Regions from separate parts of the Mus musculus genome. Here regions 2 and 3 are each linked to region 1. A link is a contact called in public HiChIP or PLAC-seq data. All regions are on one chromosome and are shown on one strand. Each heading gives the region's core, a stretch centred on a gene start, on an enhancer-like site or on the middle of the called end of the contact. The rest is flanking DNA. Distances are from core to core; before and after follow the strand shown. Region 1 holds the start of Utp14a (UTP14A small subunit processome component). Region 2 holds the start of Xpnpep2 (X-prolyl aminopeptidase (aminopeptidase P) 2, membrane-bound). Region 3 has its middle 36 kb from the start of Xpnpep2.

Region 1 (4,857 bases), core at 1,459-3,958:
GGTTCTGGTTGGTAGAGAAGAGGGGAATCCGATGAGATATTGTATGTAAACACCCTAATTACAAAGCTGGAATTGGAATTAGGAATTGTTTCAGAATCCAAACATGATCTTCACAAGCAATGTGAATCCTTGGTAACTTGGGAGCTAATGCCCTGATTTATTTTTTGAAGATTTATTTATTTATTTTATGTGAGTACACTGTAGCTGTACAGATGGTTGTGAGCTTTCATGTGGTTGTTGGGAATTAAATTTTTAGGACATCTGCTCGCTCTGGTCGGCCCCCACTCACTCTGGTCAACTCTGCTCACTCAGTCCCTGCTTGCTCCGGCCCAAAGATTTATTTATTATTACACATAAGTACACTGTAGCTGACTTCAGATGCACCAGAAGAGGGTGTCAGACCTCATTATGGGTGGTTGTGAGCCATCATGTAGTTGCTGGGATTTGAACTCGGGACCTTCAGAAGAGAAGTCAGTGCTCTTACCCATTAAGCCAGCTCACCAGCCCTAATATCCCAGCTAAACAGCTAAAAATACTGTTTTTACAAAAAGTGTTTCTTAGCTGGGCAGTGGTGGCGCACGCCTTCGATCCAAGCACTTGGGAGGCAGAGGCAGGCAGATTTCTGAGTTCAAGGCCAGCCTGGTCTACAAAGTGAGTTCTTGGACAGCCAGGGTTATACAGAGAAACCCTGTCTCGAAAAGCCAAAAAAAAAAAAAAAAAAAAAAAAAAAAAAAAAAGATACAAAAAGTGTTTTTCATACAGAAACACTGAAAAATAGTTCAATTCATAGCCACAGTTATCGAAGTGTTTCCCCTCCCCCCAGGAGAAAACTCCCACTACCCTTTTTGAGACAGGGTCTCACTATGTAACCCTGGTTAGTCTGGAACTTGCCTTTTAGACCAGGCTGGCCTCAAAATCATAGAGAGCTACCAGGCTCTGCTTCCCATGTGTTGGTATTAAAATAGTTCACAGAGAAAGAGGAAAAACAATGTAAGTAGTTTTGTCAGGGGAATAGGTTTAAAATTCAGATAGCATCAGATCAAGTTCCAGGATAGCCAGAGCTGTATAACCCTGCCTTGAAAACCAGAAAAAAAAAAAAAAAAAAAAGATAGCATATGTTAGAGTTTTAGTAACCTTCTTTACACGCACACATTTTTATTCCCCTTTCCTCTCCAGGAGTGTTTTGTTCACCCTAATTTTGAATCCGTTCAACAGCTGTCACCTACCTCATCTTCACTGGCACTCAAGGGGTAGTTGCTTGTCAAATCCATTAGATCATCCTGCTGGCTCAAAGCCAGAAGGCTGTTTTAAAAAGGCAACACAGAAACATTAGCACATGAAATAACTCTTCTTTTAAACCAGCAGTTCTCAACCTGTGGGTCAAAACCCACAGGGGTGTGTGTGTGTGTGGGGGGGGCAAAAGGTCCATTCCCATGGGTCATGTGTCAGATATCCCGCATTTCAGACATTATTCATGTTACAATTCATAACAGTAGCAAAAGTGCAGTTATGAAGAAGCAAGGAAAGTAATTTTATGGTTTATGTTTTGGGAGGTGGTCATGAACCCCAGAACATGAGGAACTGTAGTAAAGGGTTGAGCAGCACTAGGAAGGTGGAGAACTATTGATCTAAACAAATATCTGTTTGCTCAGTTCTGAGTATTCTTATCTGAGAAGAGGTGCAAAAAAACAAAACAGAAGGTAATTAGTTAAAGTGTTTTTAGAAGGGGGTCAGGCATCACTTCCAAGATGACAATATCGGCATGGGAAAGACAACACTGGTTAGTGGCTGACCCTGCACTTCTGTTACTTACTATGCTTCAATTTCCCACTGACGCTACTGCTGTCTTTTGAGGCAAAGGCAGTTTCCTATTAACTATTTAAACGTGTATTTTATTTTATTTTTTGAGACAAGAGTTGTTCGGTGTAACCTTAGCTGTCCTGGAACTCGCTTTGTAGACCAGCCTGACCTCACACTTGGAGATTGGCTTGCTTTTACCTCCCAAGTGCTGAGATTAAAGGCGTGTGCCGCCACCAACTGGGAAACCTTTTAAACATTCGAAAACATTCTATTAATGCTTCTATGGATCTCCCACCGGTCAGGTGCCTTGATTAAGTGCAACTTATTAAAAATGTAATCTTGATAATTTGTTCGCATAACTGAGGACGTAGGGTAATGGTTGAAACCAACTGTATAAATGGGTGTTTAAGGTGATTAGAATTTAGGAAAAACCTACTATTACTTAACAGTGGATCTCGGTATTTACTAAGCAAACATTACCAAAGCGACTACATTTAGATTTTTCTAACGTTGAGGGGTAACATGAAATACCTGTTAGGTCTGGCACAACTTGGCACTCTCACAGACGGCGCATGTTGCGCGTGGCAGAGGCAGAAAATGCGCACGTGACAAATAAAGGGAAATCAATAGTAACTTTGCCAAGAGTCGGACGACCATCAGACCTAACAGCGATGCAACTTAAGAGCCGAGAAACTGAGGAGCAAAGCCAATTTAAATTAAGGGACTTTAGGATTCCTAGCCGATACATTAACTACTGGCAGGGTTTGGGGAGGCGAATCTCTAACAAACAGCAGTTCGGCTTCCACTTCCCTAAATACAGGAAATTCAGCCCTCAAAAATACCCGGGAATCTCCTTTCCCTTTTACGTCTTACCCCTTCGTAGCTTTGATAGAGTTCATCGCTGTCGCCGGTAACTCACATGGGTCAGGAACGGAAACCAAAGAGAGAGCAAGCTCCTTGCCTGCCGCAAAGCAAATTTTGCTTCCGCTAATCACGCGCGACAACGCGCGTCATTTCCGCCCAGGGGGAGGCTTGCAAAGTATTGTAGGCGCTCCAGGATTGGTCGATGGAAAAGCCGGCTGCCTGCCAGTTGGTCCGCACTGCCGGTGGGTGGGACTTGCCGGTCCCCATTCTTCTGAGAGGTTTTTATTTAGGTTGGCGGTATTGGTTCCCTGGCATTCGGTTTTCTTGCGGTCCGAGATTAGTGTGGTGAGGGCGAGGGTGCTGCGCTGTCAGGGACGGAGCTAAAACCAAAACCAATCAAACCAAAACAAAGCCTCCAGGGCCAGGCCCCGTTGGACTCTGTCGCACAGCTCTGGACTGGCCAGCCCCAGACTGTGTTGGACTCCTGCCAGATCAAGGGGACGGGAACGTAGCAAGTTTCTATCCATCTGAAGAGAAATTCTTTTTGAGCCGGTGTACCTGTGATTACAGCTCATTGTCCCCTTTTCCTATACAAGAAAATGTCACTCGAGAATGTGTTATGAGGCAGAAAGATCTCTTCTTGCTCCATCCGGTGCAACATAGTAGGACCCATACACACATGCACGCACACACAATCTTATTTTATCCGGTCCATAGCTCACTAGTAAACTGCTTGCAGCACAGGCATGAGGCTGCAGTTTCTCAACTCTTGCTTTTTTTTTTTTTTTTTTTTTTTTCTTGTTTGAGACAGGCTAGCCTTAAATTGGTGATCCTCTTGCTTTAGCACCCGACCTGCTGAGATTACATGCTTTTGTGGTACCACGTCTGGCATAATTTGTAAATAATAAACCTATCTATGTGTGTGAGTGCATTTGCGTGTGCGTGCGCGTGTGTGTGTGCGCGCGCGTGTGTACGCATGCCATTGCACACGCGGAAATCAGGACAACCTGTAGGAATTCCTTTCACCATCTGGCTGCAGGGGATTAAATTTAGGTTGTCAGGGTTGGGGGGAGGGTGTCAAATGCTTTTGACCAGCCTGAGACTTCTTGCATAAAAACATTATTGCCATTTCTTTTAGGTCATTTCCATTTTGTTTTCTCCAACGGTTGCACTGAAATTTCTTATGGTAATCGGCAATGCTCTAAAATTCTTAAATAAAATAATACTTTCTAGTCTTTGTGGTCCCAGAATTGAATATGGGATTTGATAGTTGTTTTTGTTTTTCATTATTCATTCAGTAAAATTTTTTTAATCATTGACTATGTGCCAGGTTTTTAGGAGTTATTGATACATTGTTGAACAAAGCAGATATTTTCTATGGTTTCATAGACACAATTTTCCAGTGGGCTTAAGGACAATTTTTTAAAAATTATTTATTTTTACTTTACATCCTGCTCACTGCTCCCCTCCCAGTCAATTTTAAATGTTGCTAAAACTCTAGCCCAGAGTTCCCTGACTGCTCTCTCCTGGTATCCTCTATGATGGTAGCTCTATGACCATCTTCTTCCATTTTCTTTCTTTCTTTTTTGTTTTTTTTGTTTTGTTTTTTGTTTTTTTGTTTTTCAAGACAGGGTTTCTCTGTGTAGCCCTGGCTGTCCTGGCACTCACTTTGTAGACCAGGCTGGCCTCGAACTCAGAAATCCGCCTGCCTCTGCCTCCCGAGTACTGGGATTAAATGTGTGCGCCACCACACCCGGCTCTTCTTCCATTTTCTTTGTTGTGTGCTTCTAATAAACTTATGCCCTAAGTGATGCTATTCCCTAGAAGCTTACTCTTGGCCCTCTATGTTTGTTCCCTATGTTCTCCCTGGGGCAAATTGCTTTTAAAACTGATATATGAACTTGAAAATCTACACTTCTAGCTTATATGTCTTTCTTAAACTATAGATTACTATCTCTGGGTGCCTTCTTTGTTCCCACAAGTACAACAGAGATGACCTTTTCCACCAGAGTTCTCTTGTATTCTTTGTTTCTGTAATTGATCAATAAATCATCCAATCAAGTTAGATATATGAGAGTCATCTTAGACTCACCATTCCTCAGCTATTCCCCACCTCTTTTACATCCTGACTCTATCAAATACCTCCCCACCTTTCTGTCATGATTGCCTTTCTATTAACTTAGATTCTTGCCC
Region 2 (4,530 bases), core at 1,891-4,390, 150 kb after region 1:
TAATAGGAACAGGGAGGAATGACTGTGTGAGACAGGTATGGGGAGGGGTGCGGTGCAAAGCCTCACCTCAGGGCTGGTTGAACAGTTTCTCACATCTTCCCTTCCAAGGTACTTGGGCTCTGGGTAGCTCCAGGCACATGCTAAGAAGTGGGAGACAAATCTAGGGTTATTTGGGGGAGCTCTCACACAGTGAAGACCCATCTTCTCTCAGCCAGCAAGACCTATATCCTTTAAAACACACCACACGGGGCCAACTCTATTTGAGACTAAAAAGAATCACATTTCGTGGAGAAGAAGGCTGACTTGAAACTGAATGGCACCCTGGGTCACACGCATAGGCAAGTGTCTGCCACTTCTGGATGGGTTTTAGTGTTCATCACATTATTTTTCCATTTCTAACCTAATTGTGTCTTTTTAGGGTCTAGTAAAGTGAAAAAAAATGGTATAATTTAAATTTTTAAATCAAATTTTCTTTGAAATACCCTAGAGGGCTGTGTGTGTATGTGCATGCTTTATTTAAACCCAAAGGTCACTGGTTCCCTTTCTTACAGCCAAAGTCTCTGCTCACTATTCTAGGCTTCAACTAACTATAAAACAGGAATTCTAGTCCAACACCGTCATGGGGCAGAGAAAGGTGACTGAACATTTAAAGAGCTCCTACTATGTGCCAGACATGGAAGTCGGTGATTTACAGCAGAGCATAGATAGCACTGTATGCCTGAATTACTGATGCTGTGGAGGGAGAGGCAGAAATGCAAGGTTAACTTTGGCTGTGTTGCAAGTTTGGAGCCAGCCTGGTCTACATGAGGGCCTGTCTCAAAAGATAATCTAGAACAAAATACAAATGAGTTCCACAATGTAACTGTTGCATAGTTGTGACACTATTGAGATCAACTAAGGGCTGCATATATAACAATGGGCCTATATCATTATACAGTCACCCAAAGATTTTATAAGCACATTCCATGTTTTTGTGCAACAAAAAATTGCCTAATGGTATATTTCCCAGAATGCAGTCCCACTGTCGATCAGCTACAACTGTCTCTCCTCTGATATTTGTGACAACCTTGGGAGAAATTCACTTTCTATAATGGGAGAGGTCGAGATCCACATAGGTTTGATAATTTGTGCAGGTTTTGCCACAGTGACCGAGTAGTGAGATGGAAGTTTGAGCCTAGGCCACCTAAGGAAGGTACAGAGGATGGTGCTGGCTGTAAGGCCCAGTGGTAAAGTGTTTGCATACTTCAAAAAAAAAAAAAGGTAAAAGTCCCCAGTTTTAGTTCTCAGGACCATGAAAGAAAACAGGGGTTCCCTTTCCATCTTTTTCGAGGCCAAGCACAGGAAGTGGTCCTGGAAATAGAGGGATGCTGCAAACGCTGCACAGTCTATGGAGGTTTATTTTCCTGTTTGGGCTCTGTACCAAATTTGGTATGAACCTGAGAAAGCAACCCAATATTCACTGAAAAAAATGTTATTTTAAGTGCCTACTGTGTGCCAGGCACCAGAACTGTTTAAAAGAGATCCTTCCTAACCTGAAAGTCCAGTGATCTCTTACAGCCCTTCTTTCTACCTCTTGACACTTATAAAGGGACATACTTCCCTGGGGCCATGGAAGGATGGAGTTGCCATACCTTATAAGTGGCTTGAGAAGCAGATAGAAGGAAAGGAGCTGGGCTGGAACATCATGAAAGCTCTGCTTGAATGACTTGGTCTCATAAATTCAAAGAAGCGATGATACCCATACTGTTCATCTAAGAAAATGCACTCCCAATTCTGGCGGAGCAGCTCTCCAGCAAAATAGCAGTGCTAACATGCCAACATAGGAAGTGAGACCTAGCCAATCCACGTTCATCTGAATACCAGCCAGGGTCTATCATTCTCTCTGTTTTCTTTGGTACAGGGTGGTACCAACGAGATAACTGGATGCTGAATTAATCAACAGGTCCTGCTGTCAGAGGACAAAGAGAAATATTTTCCTAGGACCAGGGATAGTGATGGGAAGCTGAACTGGGTACTTATTTGGAAACAAACAGGCCACAGGTTATGTCACATCTCCCCTTGATCTCTTTTCTTGACAAAACCTCAACATTGACCTATTGTACCTGCCCTGTCCTGCCAGGTCTTTATTGTCCTAGCAAGAATTCTGCTAAGTCAGTTTAGAGAAAACTTCCACCCTTCAATATCTGATCACCTTCAAGATCAGATCAGAGTCTTTATTCCCCACCCCTTAGTACCTCATCACCTTGGCCAGCCTTCAGTAAGAATCCTGTTAAGTCAGTTTAGCAAGAATACGCCATCCTTGGACCTCAAGGATTCCTCTTAGTAACTTTCTGGCAGCAAGCCCTCCAGTACTCACTAGTTCTACATCCCTAACAGACTGTGTTGTGTGTGTGTTCCACCTGGCTCCCTTCTGCAAGGCCTTTCGTGCAGTCATTTTTAAAAAGCCATCAACCTCACAAGTGACGCAATCACTTTGTCTGGGCATGGAAAGGGGCCAAACTAGATTTGATCCAAGTCATGAAGGCCCCACCAGGGGCCTTTTCTGCAAGATAAAGTGACAAAGAGAAAAAAAGATAACCTGGGTCCTAGCCCTTACTCCAAACTTTTCTGAGCCTGGAGAGAGAGAGAGAGATCAGAGCTGCCTGCTGGGAGTGGCTGGGGTGCACATACCACAGAGGAGAACAAGCCAGGGGTAGCACTGCCAGTAGGCTTGGGCCATTGGGTCTCCAGATGCAGGCGACGAGTAGATCAAGGGACTGGAGAGAGGGTTGGGTTGTTTGGTGGCCTCTTCTTCCAGGCCTTTCCTGGGCAGAAGCAAATAAGGTTGATGGCTGTGTCTCGATGTTAGATGAGGATCCTTCTGTAATCTTTTGTTTCAGGAAGTCTGGGAAGCCACCGTGGAGAGTGTGCCTCGGGCTGCCCAAGCAACCTGTGCTGGTTTCTTGTGGCTTAGGGTAGGTAGGGTGTGAGCCTGCCCCTGGGCAGAGTCCAAAGATCTCTGAGATGGACGAGCAACAGCTGGTCTCAATCACCCAGCCTCTCCCAGCCCCCCTCTTCAGCAGCTCTACCCTAGCAGTTTCTGAATTCTGTTCCCCACCCTCCAGCAAGCTGTTTCCTATTAGCTCACATCAGGCACTGGTGCAGCCCTGCTTTTGCTTTGGGATAGATATTTGCTCCTACTTCTATTCCTCCTCTAAGCCCTCCTGTGTCAAAAAAAAAAAAGCCAGTGAATGAGTGTATGAGTGTTCTCCCACTCCCACACCCAGATCAGGAATGTTGATTGCAACTGGGGAGAGGGGTTACTGTCTTACAACTGGTAACTGAGTTACAATTGGTGGCATGACTTTCCCCACTAGTCCATCCTAAAATATACCAGCAGACCTTCCCTGGGGATCCCCCAGTGCCATTCAGCTGCATGTTCTGGGCTTTGCAAAGCCTAAGCTGCTTAGGGGCCTTGATATCTGGAATGCCTTTGAAGGCCCAAATATCTGCAGGGACCAGGGGATGCAGCTGAAGTTAGAATACCCCAAAGGAGGAGTCTGAGGGGTCTGAGAAGACAGCAAACTGGAAATACTCTTGACATAGCTTCCCGAACAGAACTCACTGGGAGGGAAGCAGAAAGCTGAAAAGCAGAAATCATGTGTGTGTGTGTGTGTGTGTGTGTGTGTGTGTGTGTGTGTGTGCTGGCAGGCACATGCACTCACCCCCTGTACTCTGTCCCATCAGGGAGTGTCACGCCACACTGATTCTAAGACAGCTCCAAGGAAAGGCTCTCTAGAACCTCTGGGGTCCTGTGAGCCCAGAAAGAAATTCTTCCAAGTAACAATGATTCATTTCAATAAGGGGTTTTGTAGCAAAAGATCAGCCCAGCCATGTGGTGGTGGCACACACCTTTAATCCCAGCATTTGGGAGTCAGAGGCAGGCAGATTTCTGAGTTCAAGGTCAGCCTGCTCTACAAAGTGAGTTCCAGGATAGCCAGGACTACAAAGAGAAACCCTGTCTCAAAAAAACCAAACCAAAACAAACCAAACCAAAACAAAACAAAACAAAAAAACCAGCCCAGTCTAGTCTTGATTTTATAATCCTCCTGCCTCAGCCTCCTGGCTACTAGGGTTACAGGCATTGACCATCATGTCTAGCTTTGACTTTATTTCTAATGTAACCATAATAAATTGTTGGTGGCTTTCAACAATCCATTTAAGAATGATGAAGCATTCATTCCTACGGGAGATTTGGGGGGGGGGGTTCGTGAAGTCCCACCCTTCTCTGAGGTAACTGATTGCCTTTAAGAGAGGGAGAGTCTGTTTTCAGATATGTGCTCCTAAGAGGCTTTCCGTGCTCCAGTGGGTATTCCCACACCCACTAACTGGACTCAGAGTATTTAAAAAAAAAAAAGGTGCAGTATGTTGGGAGGGGAAAAAGGTACATGGGATAGTAGAGGAGTTGGAGTGGAAAGAATAGGGGTGCTTTGATCAAAATACATTTTATGTGTGTATGAAATTATCAAGCAATAGAAAAGAACGATGAGG
Region 3 (4,759 bases), core at 1,411-3,910, 180 kb after region 1:
TAAGATGGCCATAGACAAACCATAGAAAAGACCAAGAACTACATCATAACAGTGCCCAGGTTGCAGACTTCCAGGCTCTGGAATTTTGAACGATATGATGAAAACTTCCAGTCTGCGGTGTTCCGTTGTACAAGCTGGAGCAGACAAGGTCTCAAATCTTCCTAAAAGAGATGATTCCTTTAGAGGAGTTTGAAGAGTCTGTATCTTCCAGATGGCTAAGAGAATGAGGATGGTGACACAGTGAGCTAAGTGTCACACTATAAGCAGAGGTGGAGAAGCCAGAAGAGCCAGGTGGGTTGGGGGACTGCAGCTACTTCAGCATTGTCATTGGACTTCTGCCTCCCAGTGCCTGGCATGGTGCCCGGTAAGTAGCTGGTGCTCAGGAGAAGCTGTCGGAGCAAACACAGCTCCTTAGACTCTAGGTATCATGTGCATCAGTAGAGTGCAGATCTCCTGTGTACCCTGCTCAGCTGCCAACTGGATGAGACTAAGGTCTGTGAGAGAGAACTGAACATGTAAGGCGCCACAGAGGGTTGGAAAGAGGTTCATCTAGAAGCCACTTCTCGTGGTTCCCAGCCCAGTGCTCTTTCCACGTCATCTATTTTCTTACTTGTCCTCCCTCCCTTCTTTCTCTCCCTAAAGCAACTTCAATACCCAGGGTCGGAGATGGACACAAGCATTCGATCTCATTCTCTAGCTCACGGGTTGTTTTACTGTGCTCTGCTGGTCTCTCCAAGAGTACTGGCAGCTTCTTTGAGGCAGCCATTTGCAATTCTGCATTCTCTGCTCAGGGGTTAAAAGCACTGACTGCTCTTCCGAAGGTCCTGAGTTCAAATCCCAGCAACCACATGGTGGCTCACAACCATCTGTAATGAGATCTACAACCATCTGTAATGAAATCTGACACCCTCTTCTGGTGTGTCTGAAGATAGCTACAGTGTACTTACATATAATAATAAATAAATCTTAACAAAAGAAAATCCTCACCAAACTGCTCTATGCTAATTATTAAGGGCTAGCTGCCTTGAACTTGGAAGTGCCAGCTCTCTCTGTATATATTGACACCAAATGGCAAAGAATGGACACCACCCCTTCTCTCAGGGAGCTTTCTGATTGGAAATGGAACATGAACAGCTCTCTATTACAGCAGAAGAATAGATCTCTCTTATTTTGAGAATAACTTGTTTTTCCCGAAATGTGTGTAAGAGTCCTACATTTGATGTGCTTGGGAAAATCACTCCTTGAAGAAATCTTATGGTGACATTTTTAAACTAATGATATCAAATCACTGAATTACTCGATTTCATCCGTCAATTCATCTTTTGCTTTATAGAGCTGAGATTTATTCACAAACCAATTACCCAAGGGAAAAAAATCCATTCATATCAAATGTACCTGTCCAGCCTAGCAAATACCGACAGTGAGTAAAATCCATATGAACTTGAGGGAATACCTGGTTCCTGCTTGCAGTCAATTGTTTTGTAAAGGGAAGAAACAGTGTCTGATGGCCCTACTGTGTTTTAATAGGGCAAGAAGCTGTGTGTAAACAAGACTGATAAAGCAGAAAAGGGATTTATTGAAGTGTGGTCATAAGAAGAAACAAGGGGACTACCAGTCTTTCTCTGGTGTTCTGGCCAGAGGTCTAGGTCTGTAGAGGGGTAGGAATTGGGTCGGGGAGCCAGAAGTATGGGTGGTAAACAGTCTTGGACAAACTGGTCTCCCTTCATCCTTATCTCAGCTATGGTTCTGGGGAGTACCATTGAGAGGGAGCTCCGGGAGGTTTCCCAACTACCTGAGGGGGCAATTCTAGATGACTAACTACCCTTAGGGCTAAGCTTTCCCGGAGTTTGAGATAAGCCGGGGAGGAGAAGTAACTCGAATGCACATGGTTGAGGAGTGAAAGCGAATCAGTTTTGACAACTACGGTGACATCAGGGTCCCTTTAATTTGCCAACAGTAAAGGATCCTCTATTGCAGTTCTTGTGAATTGTGTTATCTCTTCTGCCACTTCCTGAGTGACCTTGGGTAAATGAGTTGGCTTTTCTGGCCCTCTGGTTTCCCTGGCTATAAAATGGAAAGAGTCTCCTGACCCTTATCTTAAAGGATTGTTATGTCAATAAAAAGCCACTTTCCGTGTCAAAGAGTGAAGACAGATTGAGGTTGATGAAGGTAGGCACTGGGAGGCATTGAAGTTGCTACTTCCTATGGTGACCTAGAAGCACACATTACATTACACTAAGAGTAATTCTCTTCCTCGGGCCCTCATTCCATCCTAGTCCAGGCTGCCAGCAACTGCAGGAGCCTACTTCCAGCATGTGACTGCCTTCCTCCTTTGCTTTCCCACCCCTAACCCCTGTAGCCCCTGAGGGTAACCTTTAATTGATCCTGGATAGGAACCAGTGAACAATACTCTAGTAGGATGAGTCTTAGGCATGTGCTCAATTTCTTGGTGGGCTCCCAAGTGGGATGCTGCATGCCCTGGCAGCAACCTAAGCATTTATACGCTCTCTCTTTTTAAAAGATAGGTTTGTACGTTGCTCAGGCAGGCTTGAACTTGCTATATAGCCCAGGATAACCTTGAATTCCTGATCCTCCTGCCTCCGCTTTCAGGGACTGCTGGGATTACATGCTTGAACCACCACATGCTGTGCAGGAGATTAAATCCAGCACCATCCAACGTCCATTAGATCCAGGGTAAGCAATCCAGCAACTGAACTACATCCTCAGTCCTGCCCAAACAATCTCTTCACTGATTGTTCTCCTTCTTCACATTCATTCATTCCTCGTGCTTTTAGATGATACACCAGGCAGGAAACTACCCAAACTCAAGTGTCTGTGCACAAGTCTGCTTTTCTGAGGGAAGGGGAAAGGAAGGAATCTCCAAATAAAAACACTTTATTTCTTCTACAGTTCTCACAAGATCCAGGTGTGGGGAAACAAGAGCCTGGGAAAAGCTTGTTACAAAAGAAATGTAATAACCCTGTTGGACATCTGCTTTCAAAGCTCTTTTCTTGCCGAACCTCCTTGTTATTCAAAGCAGGAGGAGCAGCAGGGCCATCACCTGGGAGCTGGTGAGAAATTCAGAGCCACCCCAGCAGGCTGGATCCGAATCTGCATGTGTAGGAGCTCAGCAGGTGCTCTGTGTTGGAACTCTGCAGGGGCTCTGTGCGCACACTGCTGTTGGGCTGCTTGCTCTGCCTTACCTTGCTATCTTCCTGGCCCCCACAGGATCCCTGAAGACCATATCACTGTTTGTAGTGTGTTGAATAGTGTTTCTTTGAATTCATGCCACCCAGAATTTAGGATGTGGCCTGTTGGCTGATGTCACAGTAAGAATGGGCTCTCATCCAATGACCGCCATTCTCATAAGAGGGACTTATGCGTTGCGGGTGGGGAGGTGAGAGTGAGGATGTCTCGGGATGTGGGTCAGCAGTAGAGTGCTTCTCTAGCATGTGCCCAAGGTCATGGGCTCCATCTGAGAGAAAGAGAGAGAGAGAGAGAGACACAGAGGGGAGACAGAGAGACAGAGCCATACACACACACACACACACACACACACACACACACACACAGAGAGAGAGAGAGAGAGAGAGAGAGAGAGAGAGAGAGCGAGAGAGAGAGCCAGAGTGAGCCAGAGTGAGCCAGATGGAGAGAAACAGAGAGAGACAGAGAGTCACTGTGACGGGGACTAGACTTTGGCTACCTGGAAGGAGTAAGAAAAGATATTCACTTGAGCTTTTTCAGGGAATATGGCCTGACTGATACCTTGGTTTTGGACTTTTAGCCTCCAGAACGGAGAGAATTTCTTTTTTCTCTTCTGCTTTGACTTCATCATTCTCTTTCTCTCGGTAGGTTCAAACCCAGGGCCTTCACCTTCTAAGCAACTGCTGTGTCACTGAGCTGTATTTTCTATCCTTAGGGTGGATATCTATCTATCTATATCTATATCTATATCTATCTATATCTATATCTATATATGTGTGTGTGTGTATACATATATACACATATATATGTATATATAGTTTGTTTGCTTATTTATTTATTTATTTATTCATAATCTTGTTCTGAAGCCTGCCCGGGTGGCCTTAAACTCTCCATCCTTCTCTTTCCACCCTCCCAATGGTGGAATTGCAGGCGTGCATCACCATGCCTAACTTACTTGTGTGTTTGAAGCCACTTAAACAGTGGCACTTTGTTGTGGCAGCCCTAGGAAACTAGTCAATGATTATTCCCAATTTCACACTCAAGTATGTGGCAGCCAGGATTTAGCATAGGCACAATTAGGATTGAATCATCACCCCACAATGGATGCGGAGCCTCAGGGGGTCTTCAGCAGCATTTTCTCAGTTCTAACCTGGTCCACATTGTTATCGAGGATTTGGAGGCAGGCGTTGGGGCATAGAGCATGTAGATGGCATGGGGTTAGAGGTAGATGCTGTTTAACCTCCTGGGTGAGGTATAGGGACCCTGGAAGATTTGGGCAGGCTAAAACAGTGGCCTAAGACAATGATGGAACCCCACAGGGGTGAGAATAAAGATCCACAAGGGTTGCAGAAAGCAACCACACAGAAATGTGATGAGAGTGTCCTTGGTGGATGTTTGGTGGAAGGACATTGCAGCAGATGCGTGGGTAGGTTTTCATAACCACCAGCTTTCCTGGAGTTGAGGGAATGGTCCAGCCGATGCTAGAGGAAAGCTTTCCACTACACTAGTGGAAATGGCATAGGTCTCAATCAGTCCGAATGGCTTTAGCACTGTC

What was found. HiChIP or PLAC-seq counts read pairs in DNA pulled down with a chosen protein or histone mark.
Region 2: a contact with region 1 is called in an H3K4me3 HiChIP or PLAC-seq map of the 230-238 cell line, with 6 times the contacts expected there. The contact joins the promoter of Xpnpep2 here to the promoter of Utp14a in region 1. A contact is called at or near these places in 19 of 39 promoter capture datasets (the 3T3-L1 cell line, 3T3-L1-derived adipocytes, the C10 cell line and 11 more), 2 of 15 datasets of contacts at CTCF or cohesin (large pre-B cells and pro-B cells), 28 of 484 Hi-C or Micro-C datasets (B cells, CD4 T cells, CD8 T cells and 17 more), 15 of 115 datasets of contacts at active chromatin or transcription factors (the 230-238 cell line, DN3 thymocytes, the SCID.adh cell line and 10 more) and 4 of 9 other capture datasets (adipose tissue, liver, macrophages and 1 more).
Region 3: an H3K27ac HiChIP or PLAC-seq map of embryonic stem cells shows a contact between it and region 1, with 4 times the contacts expected there. The contact joins the enhancer-like site here to the promoter of Utp14a in region 1. A contact is called at or near these places in 3 of 484 Hi-C or Micro-C datasets (B cells and bone marrow-derived dendritic cells), 6 of 115 datasets of contacts at active chromatin or transcription factors (the SCID.adh cell line, embryonic forebrain, embryonic stem cells and 1 more) and 3 of 9 other capture datasets (adipose tissue, liver and macrophages).

Annotation. Positions count from the first base shown.
Region 1 is chrX:48,254,785-48,259,641 of GRCm38.p6, reverse strand. Utp14a (UTP14A small subunit processome component) reads right to left here and starts at 2,708. Exons shown (of 15, transcript NM_028276.1): 1 at 2,674-2,708; 2 at 1,227-1,302. The coding sequence starts at 2,699. It overlaps Gm39511 (a long non-coding RNA gene), which reads left to right and starts at 2,850. Exons shown (of 3, transcript XR_882302.1): 1 at 2,850-2,906.
Region 2 is chrX:48,107,335-48,111,864 of GRCm38.p6, reverse strand. It overlaps Xpnpep2 (X-prolyl aminopeptidase (aminopeptidase P) 2, membrane-bound), which reads right to left and starts at 3,140. Exons shown (of 21, transcript NM_133213.2): 1 at 2,671-3,140; 2 at 67-140. The coding sequence starts at 2,719.
Region 3 is chrX:48,070,487-48,075,245 of GRCm38.p6, reverse strand. No RefSeq gene overlaps it. Among named protein-coding and RNA genes, the nearest start is that of Xpnpep2, 36 kb to the left of the region's middle. Within about 2 kb of position 2,660, at least 11 of the 459 cell types and tissues checked have an H3K27ac peak or open chromatin away from gene starts, as enhancers often do. A contact at or near this core is called in embryonic stem cells, where this site is marked.